Linked DNA regions of Mus musculus: all the other regions are linked to region 1. Evidence: chromatin contacts called from public HiChIP or PLAC-seq and promoter capture Hi-C data. All regions are on one chromosome and are shown on one strand. The core of a region is the stretch at or near the end of the contact, and the rest is flanking DNA. Distances in the headings are between cores, read along the strand shown.

Evidence for each region. HiChIP or PLAC-seq counts read pairs in DNA pulled down with a chosen protein or histone mark. Capture Hi-C pulls out chosen DNA fragments and counts their contacts.
Region 2: a contact with region 1 is called in a promoter capture Hi-C map of liver. The contact joins the promoter of Cpa4 here to the promoter of Mest in region 1. A contact is called at or near these places in 18 of 39 promoter capture datasets (the C10 cell line, cranial neural crest, embryonic stem cells and 10 more), 1 of 15 datasets of contacts at CTCF or cohesin (the NIH/3T3 cell line), 20 of 484 Hi-C or Micro-C datasets (the G1E-ER4 cell line, the MC3T3-E1 cell line, bone marrow-derived dendritic cells and 14 more), 30 of 115 datasets of contacts at active chromatin or transcription factors (SST interneurons, Th17 cells, VIP interneurons and 21 more) and 5 of 9 other capture datasets (adipose tissue, embryonic stem cells, liver and 2 more).
Region 3: a contact with region 1 is called in an H3K4me3 HiChIP or PLAC-seq map of embryonic stem cells, with 54 read pairs. The contact joins the enhancer-like site here to the promoter of Mest in region 1. A contact is called at or near these places in 12 of 39 promoter capture datasets (the C10 cell line, the HPC-7 cell line, cancer-associated fibroblasts and 7 more), 4 of 15 datasets of contacts at CTCF or cohesin (embryonic stem cells, pro-B cells and stem cell-derived epiblast-like cells), 68 of 484 Hi-C or Micro-C datasets (the AML12 cell line, the CH12 cell line, ECoMG myeloid progenitors and 37 more), 30 of 115 datasets of contacts at active chromatin or transcription factors (bone marrow-derived macrophages, craniofacial prominence, embryonic basal ganglia and 16 more) and 4 of 9 other capture datasets (adipose tissue, embryonic stem cells, liver and 1 more).
Region 4: a contact with region 1 is called in an H3K4me3 HiChIP or PLAC-seq map of embryonic stem cells, with 29 read pairs. The contact joins the promoter of Klf14 here to the promoter of Mest in region 1. A contact is called at or near these places in 8 of 39 promoter capture datasets (the C10 cell line, the HPC-7 cell line, cranial neural crest and 5 more), 8 of 484 Hi-C or Micro-C datasets (B cells, the N1E-115 cell line, bone marrow-derived macrophages and 2 more), 14 of 115 datasets of contacts at active chromatin or transcription factors (bone marrow-derived macrophages, craniofacial prominence, embryonic forebrain and 5 more) and 5 of 9 other capture datasets (adipose tissue, embryonic stem cells, liver and 2 more).

The regions. Positions count from the first base shown.
Region 1 is chr6:30,736,493-30,739,368 of GRCm38.p6, forward strand. It overlaps Mest (mesoderm specific transcript), which reads left to right and starts at 1,558. Exons shown (of 12, transcript NM_008590.2): 1 at 1,558-1,843. The coding sequence starts at 1,818.
Region 2 is chr6:30,566,944-30,569,886 of GRCm38.p6, forward strand. It overlaps Cpa4 (carboxypeptidase A4), which reads left to right and starts at 1,426. Exons shown (of 11, transcript NM_027926.3): 1 at 1,426-1,518. The coding sequence starts at 1,451.
Region 3 is chr6:30,525,732-30,528,452 of GRCm38.p6, forward strand. No RefSeq gene overlaps it. Among named protein-coding and RNA genes, the nearest start is that of Cpa2, 15 kb to the right of the region's middle. Within about 2 kb of position 1,265, at least 77 of the 459 cell types and tissues checked have an H3K27ac peak or open chromatin away from gene starts, as enhancers often do. A contact at or near this core is called in the N1E-115 cell line, cochlea, cortical neurons and 13 more, where this site is marked.
Region 4 is chr6:30,957,682-30,960,694 of GRCm38.p6, forward strand. Klf14 (Kruppel-like factor 14) reads right to left here and starts at 1,309. Exons shown (of 1, transcript NM_001135093.1): 1 at 1-1,309. The coding sequence starts at 1,016. The coding sequence ends at 39.

The DNA of each region.
Region 1 (2,876 bases), core at 308-2,807:
GTGCTTGGCGAAAGCCGTCCCCTCGGGCTGGAATGTTCTTTGTCTCTGGTAAATGTCTATTCATCACTCAAGACAACCCCTTCCTCCCTCCCCTTAATTACTTCCTCCCCTGTGCGCCCTCAAATTCTTGAACTTATTCATGCGGTATTTGTTAGGGGCCTGCTTTGTTGCCCACCCCATGGCGGGATCTGGGATACAAAAGGTTAATGAGACATGGTTTCAGACTTTGAGGGTCTTAGGCTGAGAAAGAAGGGCCCGACATGACAGAAAATATTCTGAAATCAAAAAGAAAATGTAAAAAAGTGCCACCCTTCGATCCCTCATTCACTTCACAATCTTGTGCATCGCCTGCGGAGGCTCCACACAAGCATTTGTTTCCTGCGGTCCCCGAAGAAGTATACCCTGGACCGCATTACGTGTTCTGATGACCCTCTCTCAGGTGCTGGCATTTTCAGTGTCAGCTGGGTGGTCACGAACTCCCCGAACATGGGAAGATACCCACAGGTTAGATCCCCCAAGGGTTCGACTGACCCATTGCAGTTCTCTGGCCCAATCTTGATCGACTGCACGGTTGGGCTTGGACATTGCAAAGCCAAAGCTGCAGCAAACCAGGCTCCGAAGAGAGGCCTGCAGCGCCCCCGCTGGGCCAGCCTGCGTTCGCAGCATCCCTAGCTTGCCCGTGCCTAGGCTGCTAGAATTTCAGGGAACGGTTCCAAACCTCACACAGGCATCACGATGCTCCGCACTTTGCGAAGGTGTGAAAGATGACTTTTAAGGGATTTGGGATTAAAAAAAAATCTACAGTTTTGTCCGCACCTCTAGGGTGTTTGCACTGTGATTGTGTTGCACGTAAAGGAGGCTTGTGCCCCCAATGAACGGTCCCCAACGCTGCTCCAGAAGGGCGCTGCAGCAGCTTCTGGCATGTGGACCACGTTGTGCTGCGGCAAAGGAAGTGTACCGGTGCCACCGTGGTGGTGACTTTGGCCCATTCTATGTGATCGCAGCCTGTCCATGAATGTGTCCACTTAGCCACTGATACCAGAGAATTTGTCCATTCCCTAGCCATTTAGTGTGCCCTTCCTTCTTTGTTATCATGGGCTAAGGGCTTGGGGTTGCCGCGCATTGGTGACCCGAATTTTTAGATGCGTACTCACTCTTAGGGCTCAAAACACACGTAGGAGGTAGAAAAGAAGTGGGTGCCGCAACAAGAACCCCAGCTTTGGGGTGTTTTATGTCTTCCAGGGTCTAGGGACCAGTGCGTGGTCCAAGGGATATGTTGGGGAGGGACTCTCTCAGACGTTTGTCATCCTTGCCCGCGGCATTAACACATGGGAAGGCTTTCTTCACTAGAATCTGGGGTTCAGGATTAGAGATCTATAAGGAAAGAGGGGGTAGCGGGTCAATACCCCTGGAGGCGCCCACGGGAAAGGCCCCCCCTCTCTGCAGCGGTGGGGAGGGGCTCTGCGGCGGGAGCGAGAAGGAGGGGCGCTGCGGCAGGATGGGCGGGTTAGAGGCGGGGCTCAGTGGGCTTTAAAAGTCGGTGCCTGCTTGCTCCTCTCTGCTTCGGCCACCAGCACATCCCGGTGCTTCTTCTCAGGCGCAGCAGCTTTCCTCTGCGGCAGCCGCACCTCGCCAAACGGCGTAGTGCTGCAGGCTCGCCCGAGTTGCTGCTTGCTGCCTCTGCTGCCGCTGCCGCGGGCCGCCCTGCGCGGACCGTAGGCTGCGCAGACGCCACCTCCGATCCTGTATCGCTGCGGGCGCCTCGGCGCGCCCTGTGATCCGCAATCCTGCGGCGGGCGGCATGGGATAATGCGGCCATGGTGCGCCGAGATCGCTTGCGCAGGTGGGTGCTGCCAGCCCGTGCCGCCAGAGGGGGTGTGGCCGGCCCGCACCCCGGAGATGCGGGAGGCAAAAATCCTTATCCAAAGGTTGCCGCCCAGCCCAAACTCTCGGAATCGCCCTCACTGATGATTTTTAGAACCAGGGTTTAGTCGCGTGAGATTTACGAATTTGAGGATTTTTGCATTAACATGTGAGAATTAGCCTTTTTTTGTCTGGGTCTTCGTTGTGGTACGATTTAGGAGGTGGTGGTGAAGCAACTTAGGATTCGAGAACCTTGGTAATGCCTGGTGTGTTCTAGGATCTTCAGAGCTGGTCATTGTTGTGGCGTGATTTAAGATTTCTAGACCACGGCATGTGATTTAGGAATTCAGGAGCTGAGATTGTCACAGAGCGACTTAAAATTTCCAGGTTCTGGACTCACAATGGCAGGGTTACCGCATAGGTGCGACTAGATCGTGCCGCGCAGTGTGGCCACGGCTATAAGTGTTGTTTGGGAGCCAGAAATGGAAACCCCGGGGGACACCGGCACGCGGCCAGGCTCTTAAAATGTAAAAAGAATTGTTTGCTTTGGTTTGTGGGTGCACAGCGTAGTTCTCAATAAGAATGAGTCAGGTGGGCTGGTTTGGTGGTATTAGATAAATATGTTTTTACATCATTTAAAGCAGTAAGAAATCAAGGCACGTAAAGTTTGTTGTGCGAGTGTGTTGAATTTTTGCTCTAAATCATGGTACCATCAAATATTAGAGAGTGGACTTAAAAATTATTGTTTAAACCTTTTGGTCCGATTGCTAGTTTCCTTGACTGCTAAAAATCTTAAAATGTTTGGGGTATTTTTACCAAGGTAACTAAAGCTGAGAATGGCTGGGGGGGGGGGTTGTCCCCCCTTTCCTGCATGGAGGAGGTGCACTGAGGTATGGTCCGGAGAGCGTGGGTGTGGCACCTCTGTTTCCCTGCGCCAGCAGGAAGCCCCTGTTCACTCTGCAGTAGGCGCCCCTCCCCGGCGTTCTGCTGAGTCACTGCGGATTCAGTGAGTC
Region 2 (2,943 bases), core at 176-2,675, 170 kb before region 1:
ACACTCCCAGCCAGGATCTCCAGTTCTGTGTACCTGCCCTTCAGCAGGTGTGGAAAGAGTGCAGACAGCGGGAGGGAAGCAGGGAGCTGATGGTGGCACACACCTTAAACAGAGGCAGAGGCAGAAGGATCTCTGTGAGTTTGAATCCAGCCTGGTCTATATAGCAAGTTCCAGAACTGCTAATACTACAGAGAGACCCTGTTTTAACAGGAAGGAAGGAAGGAAGGAAGGAAGGAAGGAAGGAAGGAAGGAAGGAAGGAAGGGAGGGAAGGAGGGAGAGAAAGGAAGGAAGGAAGAAAGAAAGAAAGAAGGAAAGAGAGAGAGAGAGAGAGAGAGAGAGAGAGAGAGAAAGAAAGAAAGAAAGAAAGAAAGAAAGAAAGAAAGAAAGAAAGAAAGAAAGAAAGAAAAGAAAAGAAGAAAAAAAGAAGGAAACAAAGAGACCTGGACTTATTAGTCCAGCACTTGGAATGTTGAAGCAAGAGGATTGTGAGTTCAAGGCTAACCTGGGATACAAAATGAGCTCATGTGTCAAAAATAAAATAAATAGAAACCTTGGGACCGGACAGATGACTCTTTCAGAGGACCCAGGTCTGATTCCCAGCATACATATGGTGGCTTAGCACTGCCTGTATCTCGGTTCTAGGGGACATGATGGAGCCCGGTGCTCTCTTCTGACCTTCAAAGATACCTGCATGTGCATGGTATTTATAAACTCACACAAGCACACAAAAATACACATAAAGATAGTACAATTTAAAACATAAATACAAAACAAGTATCATTAAGCCTTCTCTGTCATTCAGATCTCAAGGAAAACTTAATTTATTCAGCATAACACATCCTTTCTATATTGTTCACCACCCATATTTATCTTTTTTAATGGAATCCTAAAATATCAGGCCTTAGACCCAGAAAGGCGGCCATCAGCTCTCCTCTGTATGATCTGCTTTTGTTGAACTCTCTGATCAGGTTTCTCAAGAGTGCAGCCTTGGAGTTGGCTTAAGGTTGCTTGATAGTCTTCACTTTCAAAAATGGTTTTATTACTCTAGAGGTAACTTCATCCCAGGTTTACAATCTGGCTTCTCCTATCTATGAATTCCAACCAGCAGTGTGGGGATATTTCCCTTTTCTCAAACACACACACACACACACACACACACACACACACACACACCCCACACACAAAATCACCACTGAGATGCCAAGTGATGAACAATGAGGCATCCTGGGTAAGACATTCCCAGCCTGCGGAGCAAGTTCCTGCCTTGCAAATGGAAAGGCTGGGCCTTCATCACTGGAAAGGAATGGAGGAGGCCCTGGCTGGTGCTGCCTTGTCAGAGCTGGAAGGGTGCTGAAGAACCACATTAGCATTTCTGAGAACATGAATCTGCCTCGGGTTCCTTATAAATACTGCTTGACTCAGTCAGTATGTGACTGGCGCCCTTGAGACATGAAGTGGCTACTGTTCTTTGGGGCCCTGATTGGGGCAGGCATCTGCGGCCGAGATAAATTCTTTGGGTGAGTTCTTTTTGAACTTTATTAGCATTTAGTTATTTCACCAACTTGGGAGCCAAATGAATTATACTTTAGGTGGTAGGGCTGGGCTTATATCTCCTCTGTCCCACTGTCCTGGACCAGCCACTTCTCTCTGAAACCTGACTTCTCCTGTGAAATCAAAGCTGGTGGTCTCCACAGATCCTCCCCAGCTCCTTAACCTCCAGCTAATTTTGTATCTTCTTCCTTCTTTCTAAGGCCAATCCTCTATCTCACCTCTTCCTACACCATTAATTCGGAAGAATGGTCAGAAAGGCTTTGGCAGTTTCTGCCCGGTTTAAAGGGAATAGCTGGGTTCTCAGGCTTTGGGGACAGATAGTCTCTATCATTGGTGAAACCTGTGTATAGCTGGTGCATTCCACAGGCTTCTGGAACAAGGAGATCCAATAGGTCATGTCTAGCTGTAGCTACAGAACTGTACCCCGGGACTCTGTGTGCCTGTGCGTGCATAGGCTCACATGCTCCATGCAGACACTGTGGAGTTGGTGAGGGACAGGAAGTCAGAGAGGCAGGGGTGATGACAGGGATGCTCTGGTACCACCGTAGAAGACTGTGATAGAATAATCCATCACCGCATAACATTTTGCCTTTTGCAAAGAGCTTTCACGTGCCTTGTCTTGTGGATCATGTAAGAGCTCTGTCAGGCAAGGGTGTTATTTTCCTTAATTTAAACATGAAAAAAAAAAAAACCCAAAAACCCAGCCTTAAAAAAGGTTAAGGAAGCTGCCCAAAGCTACTTAGCTGGTCAGCACGGAAGCTGGAATGCTGACTGCAAGGCTCATACCCCTTTTCTGTAACACAAGCCAATCAAATGGAATCTTCTATCTCACCGGTCTACCCGTATATGCGAGTTTATGCTCTACTGTGTTGTCTGGTTAAAGGGACTCGAGGACTGTTTATTGAAGCAATTACTTACATGAGATGGAGTAATTTTTATGGGGATGATGGTTCATACCTGTCTCCGCTGCCAAATAGCTTGGAGGGGTTAGGCGTAGCAGGTGTCCAAGGAGTAAGATTTTTCCGCAGGCAGCTCAGCGGTAGGTGTGTCATAACTACACTTGCTGCTGTGTGGGCTGACGAATGGAGCTGTCAGGCTCCCACTGCAGCTCTTCATGTGGCTGGAAAATCTCTATTTTTCAGGATACAGACCTCTCTTGTGATACAGTGGGCACCTTCACTGAGACAGTGGGGCTGGGTCCCAGAGTATTCGCTGCAGGACCCGTGCATCTAAAGGGCTGTGTGATGGGGCTGATTGCAAATGGTTTTAATGAACAGTGCTATGCCATCTCCAAGTCTGGTCTTTTCTAACAGCAGTAAATTCAGTAAAGGTTGAGGACTCTCTGCTGGGATCCATGTCCTGGTTGCCCAGTTCAGTGAATATAGAGAGCA
Region 3 (2,721 bases), core at 15-2,514, 210 kb before region 1:
GCTTTGGAGAAGAGACAAGAGTAGTTTGTAATTGACATTTCAAAGAAGCCTAAGAAACAGGCCAGCCTTTGTTTAAATCATAATTACCCAGTTTGTATGTAAAAGGATACTTCTATAGAAAGCTTTTCAAAACAACTGGTTCTTTTAAATAGATAATTATTCCCCTTCTTATCTTGTTTATACTATGCAGAACTTCAGTGAACTCTTTTTTCCCCCCACAAAGGTTAACTTCTGCTAGCCCTTCCTCAAATTGTCACAGATTCCCAATTAGTGAATTCTAAACAGGGTTTCCCTGCAACAATATCCCAAGGACTTGTCTGATGTGTTCTTTATTGCATTGAATAATGTCTGACAGGTTTCCAAGCACCAGGCCACCTGGATATTCTCTCTGTCAGGAACATGTGGTCTGAGAGCTGATGGCGGCTGAAGGGGAAATAAATGAGCCACAAACCTTCCAAAGTGACCAAGGAAGAGCAAGAAGGAAAATGTGTTACTTGTGAGCTAAATGTTCAGTTCTCAGCACTTTTGGGTGTAAGGATGCGCTTAGCTTAACAGCCCTAGACAGGGACAAAGAGTATGAAACCTTTTATGTAGAGCAGAAGATTGTTAGGGCCCAGAGAAGCTGCTCAGAGGGAGATGTCTTGTAAATTAATCCTCCTTGTGCTTTTTGATCAACACCCCCACCCCCCACCCCCCCCAACTCCGGAAGCTCTCGACACTGAACGTTCCATCTAGGAAATTTCTTAGTACTCAAAAATCAGTGCATGAAATGCTTTTTTTTTTCTTTTTTCTTTTTTTTGTAATAAAAAGGTTTAATCCCAATAGTACTATTTTCCAGTTTTTATCTGTTAACTTCTGAGTTCACTTCCTTCGCAGGCAGACCTTAACATGGCCTGATTACAGGGGCCTGCAGTTTGTAACGGTCTTTATTAGTGTCCTCTGACACCTTAAACTTTCTTATGTTCAAAATCTTGATTTAGCAGTGAAAATGCCAGGCAGGGAGCCAGCTCTGTTACTAATTAAAATAAATCAAAAGCGGGGAGAGGGGAGATAAAAACCAGGTTCCGGTGGGCGGATCTACCGGATTTGGTAAGGCAGAGTGGCGGGTCTGAGAGTGAAACGAGAGACAAAGTGCCTGGAGAAATGGCTGCCAGGGCCCGGGCCCTCGCGTCTTTCCGCTGATTGCGGGCTTTAGAATCAGACAGAGTCCGGGTAGCCCCTGCTGATTGCCTCCCTTTCTTCCGTCCTAGCAGATCCTCCTTCTGCCCATTGTACACTCTCACTGACACAGGGCCTTGATTGCTCTGAGCCAATCATGGCAGCAGCAGTCCCCCTGTGGAGTGATTCGAGCAGGCAGGGGGTGTCATTTCATTCCAGGGAGAAGTTTGCTGGTGAGGGCATTCTTAAAAGTTTCTTGGCTCTGAAAACAGACAGGCAGGGAGAGGAAATGGCCTCTCTCCTTTCTCCAAGTCTTCGGGGGATGGCAACACGTGTCCAGGAAGGCTCGGGTTGGAAATATGGAAAGCAAAGGATCCTGATCTGACAAGAGCTGGAGCAGTAGCTTGCATTTCTTGTGTGTGTGTGTGTGTGTGTGTGTGTGTGTGTGTGTGTTTTAGCTCACACTTGCCTGGAATTCACCATTTCACCATCTGCCTGCCTCTCAGCCCCCTGTACTGTACTGGGATTGCAGGAGTATGCCACTGTTTTTGGCACCTGCATTTGGATGGCTTGCAGGCAAGGTAATTTCTTATTTTTTTTAAGACTTGTTCTTTCTGGGTAGCCCTAACTGGCCTGAAATTCTCCATGTGAACCAGCCTGGCCTCAAACTCACAGAGATCCGCTCATGCAGTGCTGAGATTAAAGGCATACCCCACCAACATATTTATTTTTAAAAAAATTACCCTGACTGGGTGTGGTAGTGCACACTTTTAATCCTACCACCTGGGGAGGCAGAGGCAGGTTGATAGAAATTCCAGGCCAGCATGGTCTTCATTTGGAATTCCAGGCCAATTAAGTCTATAAAGTGAGGCTTAGTCTGAACAAACAAACAAACCCCTAAATTATGCCTATTTGTATAGGTTTTTGTTTTGTTTTGTTGTTACTTTTTTTTTTTTTTTTAAAGACAGGTTCTTATGTAGCCTTAAGGCTTATCTCAAAGTTGCCTGTGGCTGAGACTTTGTATAAAATGACTCTGACCTTTCATTCTCCTTGCTCTCTCCCTCCTGTGGGCCATCGGGATTCACCACCACACCCAGTCTATAGTGCTGGAACTGGAGACCAGAGGGAGACCCTCTGCCAACCAAGAGAAGTCATCAGCTCCAGGGACAGTAACTTTTTTTTTTTTTTTTAGAATTCACAGGGAGTTTTCCTGTTTCTTGTGGTTGGATCTTCCTCTGTGATCTCTAGAGCAGGGTCTTTTGCCTAGGATGTGCTCTGTAATGCTAAAGTTGCTAAAGATAGAAGTGTAACTAAACCGTTGCCTTCCCACATCCATGGATGGGTGCGGTGGGTGCAGAAGCCCGTCATACCCAAAGGACATGGCATTCCACTGTAGCCTGCACACTCCAGAGCGTTCACAAAGCAAGTCTGGAAATGTCAGAGATGAATGCCCCTCCCCCCAGTATCTCCTGACTAACCTGTGTGTGTGGCATCTGATGAAATGAGTGACTGCCTCCTGAGAGCCAGAGAGAGTGGGGAACTGTCATTGTGAGTGCTTTGGTT
Region 4 (3,013 bases), core at 59-2,558, 220 kb after region 1:
GGGTTGTGCTTGAGGGAAAGATAGACAGCAAGACAGTCCTACAGGCAAGCAGTGAAGCTGGTCTCCTGGCCAGAAGAGGAGCTGGAGTCGGAACCAGAGCTTTCCACCATGGCTGGGGGTGGTGGCTCAGGGCGGGGAGTGCGACGACGACCTCGGTACTCGATCATGTCGGGATGGTAAGTTGGATGGCGACGAGCATGCTTGGTCAGGTGGTCGCTCCGAGAGAACTGCTTGGGACACAGCGGGCAGGAGAAGCGCTTTTCACCGGTGTGCGTCCTGTAGTGGCGGGCTAGCTCATCAGAACGCGTAAACTTCTTGTCGCAGTCGAGCCAATCACAGGAGAAGGGGCGTTCCCCCGTGTGGGTACGCTGGTGTGACTTGAGGTGCGACGACTTGTAGTAGGCCTTGTTGCAGCCATGGAAGGAGCACTGATGTCGCTTGGATGCGGGCGTAATCTGCCTCCTTCGGTACGTCGGGCCCGTTGATGGCGCAGGGCGGGCCCCTGGGGGCCCCTCGGGCACTTCTCCGCTGTCATCCGGCTCCTCTGAGGCCTCAGGCGCATCCAGGATAGCAGAATCACTGCAGGAGCTCTCGGCGTCAGAGAGCTCATCCTCGAAGAAGGCCTGGGTAGGCTCAGAGCCCCCAGTAGGGCTGGAGCACCAGGTCGGCTCGAAGCAGCTAGTTGAGGCACACGGAGCTTCTTCGGAGTCTTCCCTGAAGTCTTCCCGGGCACCACAGCTTAAATCAGCCAAAGCGCTCGCAGCCAGCAGGTGGGGCGCGCCATCGCCTTCTCCGGGGCTCGGGGTGGGGACCTGGAGGACTGGGGGTATCCACAGCACCCCCCGTGACCCGGTACCCTTCCCCGCCGACTCCCGAGACACTGCACCCACCTCGGAGACAGCCGCTGCGCTCGCGCCTTCGGGGTCCGTTGCGCGCCGGTGCAGCACGGCGCGGGTGGACATAGACACCAGGCACTCGGCAGCGAAGTAGTCCAGGCAAGCCACGGCGGCCGACATGCTGGCGGCGCCCGGTTGCGGGCGAGCGCCGTCCGAGCGCGGCCAGCCGCGGGCCGGAGAGTCCCCGGGAGCGTCCGTCCCGCCGCTTGGAGCCAGACGAGCTGGAAGCCGGTGCGCGCCGCTCGCCGCCCGCAGCCGCTGCTGCCGGAGCCGAGCCCGCCCCGCCTGACGCGCCCTGACGCACTGAAGCCTGCGGGGGTGGCGGGGACCCGCCCCGGCCCGAGGACACCCCTGGATCGCGCTGCCGCGCGGGCTATGGCATTCCCAGCAGCCTGGGAAATTATCTTGTCTGCGCTTTCTCTCCGCTGCTGGCGAGCCAGGTAATTTCAATGCGCGCAAGTCCCGGATCGCAACTTCTGGGCAGCCTGCCGGCCTCGCCCCCCTCGCCCCTGGTCTCTGGCCAGCTGGGTGTCAGGCAGAGTCCTAGAAACTTTTTTTTATCCTCTAAGGGGGAGGAGGGAGCGGCGAGGGAAAAAAAAGCGGCGCTAATACCTGACTTGTCTTTCGCTTCGCAAACGCGATCGCTGGCGAAGTGGGCTGCGATTGCGTTTGACTCGCGTCCACCGCTCACAGCTCAAATGGAAAATAGCCCCAAGTCTTCATCCAAAAGAAAACGGGGGCGAAACAAAGTTTTCTCATTTAGCAGTTCGGCTGTTAATGCAGGATCGGCAGCCTTGTCGCCAATAGATCACCGCGTAGCCATTAATTAATAGCGTTTTGAATCAGAAACGGTTTTAACCCTGGCGAGAGCAAAGAATCATCCCCGCTTGAAATAGAAACTTAAAATCCTTGAAGTAACGATTTAACTATTCAAGCAACGAAAGAAAAAAACGCACGTTTAAACTGCATTAACCTGTCACAGGCACACAAACAAATATCCACGCTGAAATATAAATTACAGACTAGCAGCGAGATAAACACATTAAAATGGACTCCCACAATTTTAATAATAGAAAGTCACGTTTCCAATTAGGCAACCTCTTCTAGTTCTCTTTTGACAAAAAAATTAAAATTAAGAATATGCAGCAAAATAGTATAGAATGCTCATCCAGTGGTTTATGACTGTGGGGGCTTTTTCTTTTTTATAATCAAATATGAATGATTTCTTTCACATGCCTTCACGGCTTTATTTGCCCCCCTTTTTATTTTTTAAAAATTAAAAACCCCACAGAAAATAAACAGGATGATTTCTAAATGTAGTGCTACCACGGTTTGGGATGTACATAGGCTTTACTTTTGTACTATTACGTTATGTGCACTTTATTTGCAATGCTTCACTATTTTTTTCTTTGGAAAAGTAAAATGATACACATGCTTCAAGAATAACATATGTCCATATACTTGATGATTAGAATAATCAAATATGATATTTTTGTCGTGTTTGCTTCAAATTTTAAATTTATATTAAGCATCCAGAGAGGGTAGAATGTCATTTCCCTCGTTTCTCTAGCACTGTTCGTTTTCTCCCTCGCTAATCAGTATCATAAAGGGTAAATTCTTCTAACATTTGCTGTGCTTTATTACACAGCTACCTAAGTATGTAAATAGACCCATGTATCTTTGTTAGTGTATTTTAAATGTGGGCAAGTGTTACTGTGCTGCACATGTCTCTTTGCAGCTTGCTTCTCCCAGCATGATTTGTGGGTTGATACCTGTAGAACTGACTGTCCATTTCAGCAGTTTTAAAATAGTATTGGCAGTTGTATTATTTTTAAAGAGACCCAATTCTAAAACGGATTCATTTTTGTTAAAGATACTGCCTCAAATTTTCAGATGCTGCAGCAATCCATACATGAACATTCTCTGAGAATGATTTAGTACCTGATTTTTCTTTTAAATTTATGCTTTAGAAAAACGTGTGGAGATATTTTAAAATGATGAGAGAATATAATACAAGTGTACCTGTCTGGTATAATTCATAAATGTTACTATTTTGTCATATCTGTTTTAGATCTTCTTTTTAAACTTTAACTAGTCATCATTTCTGATGAAATTCA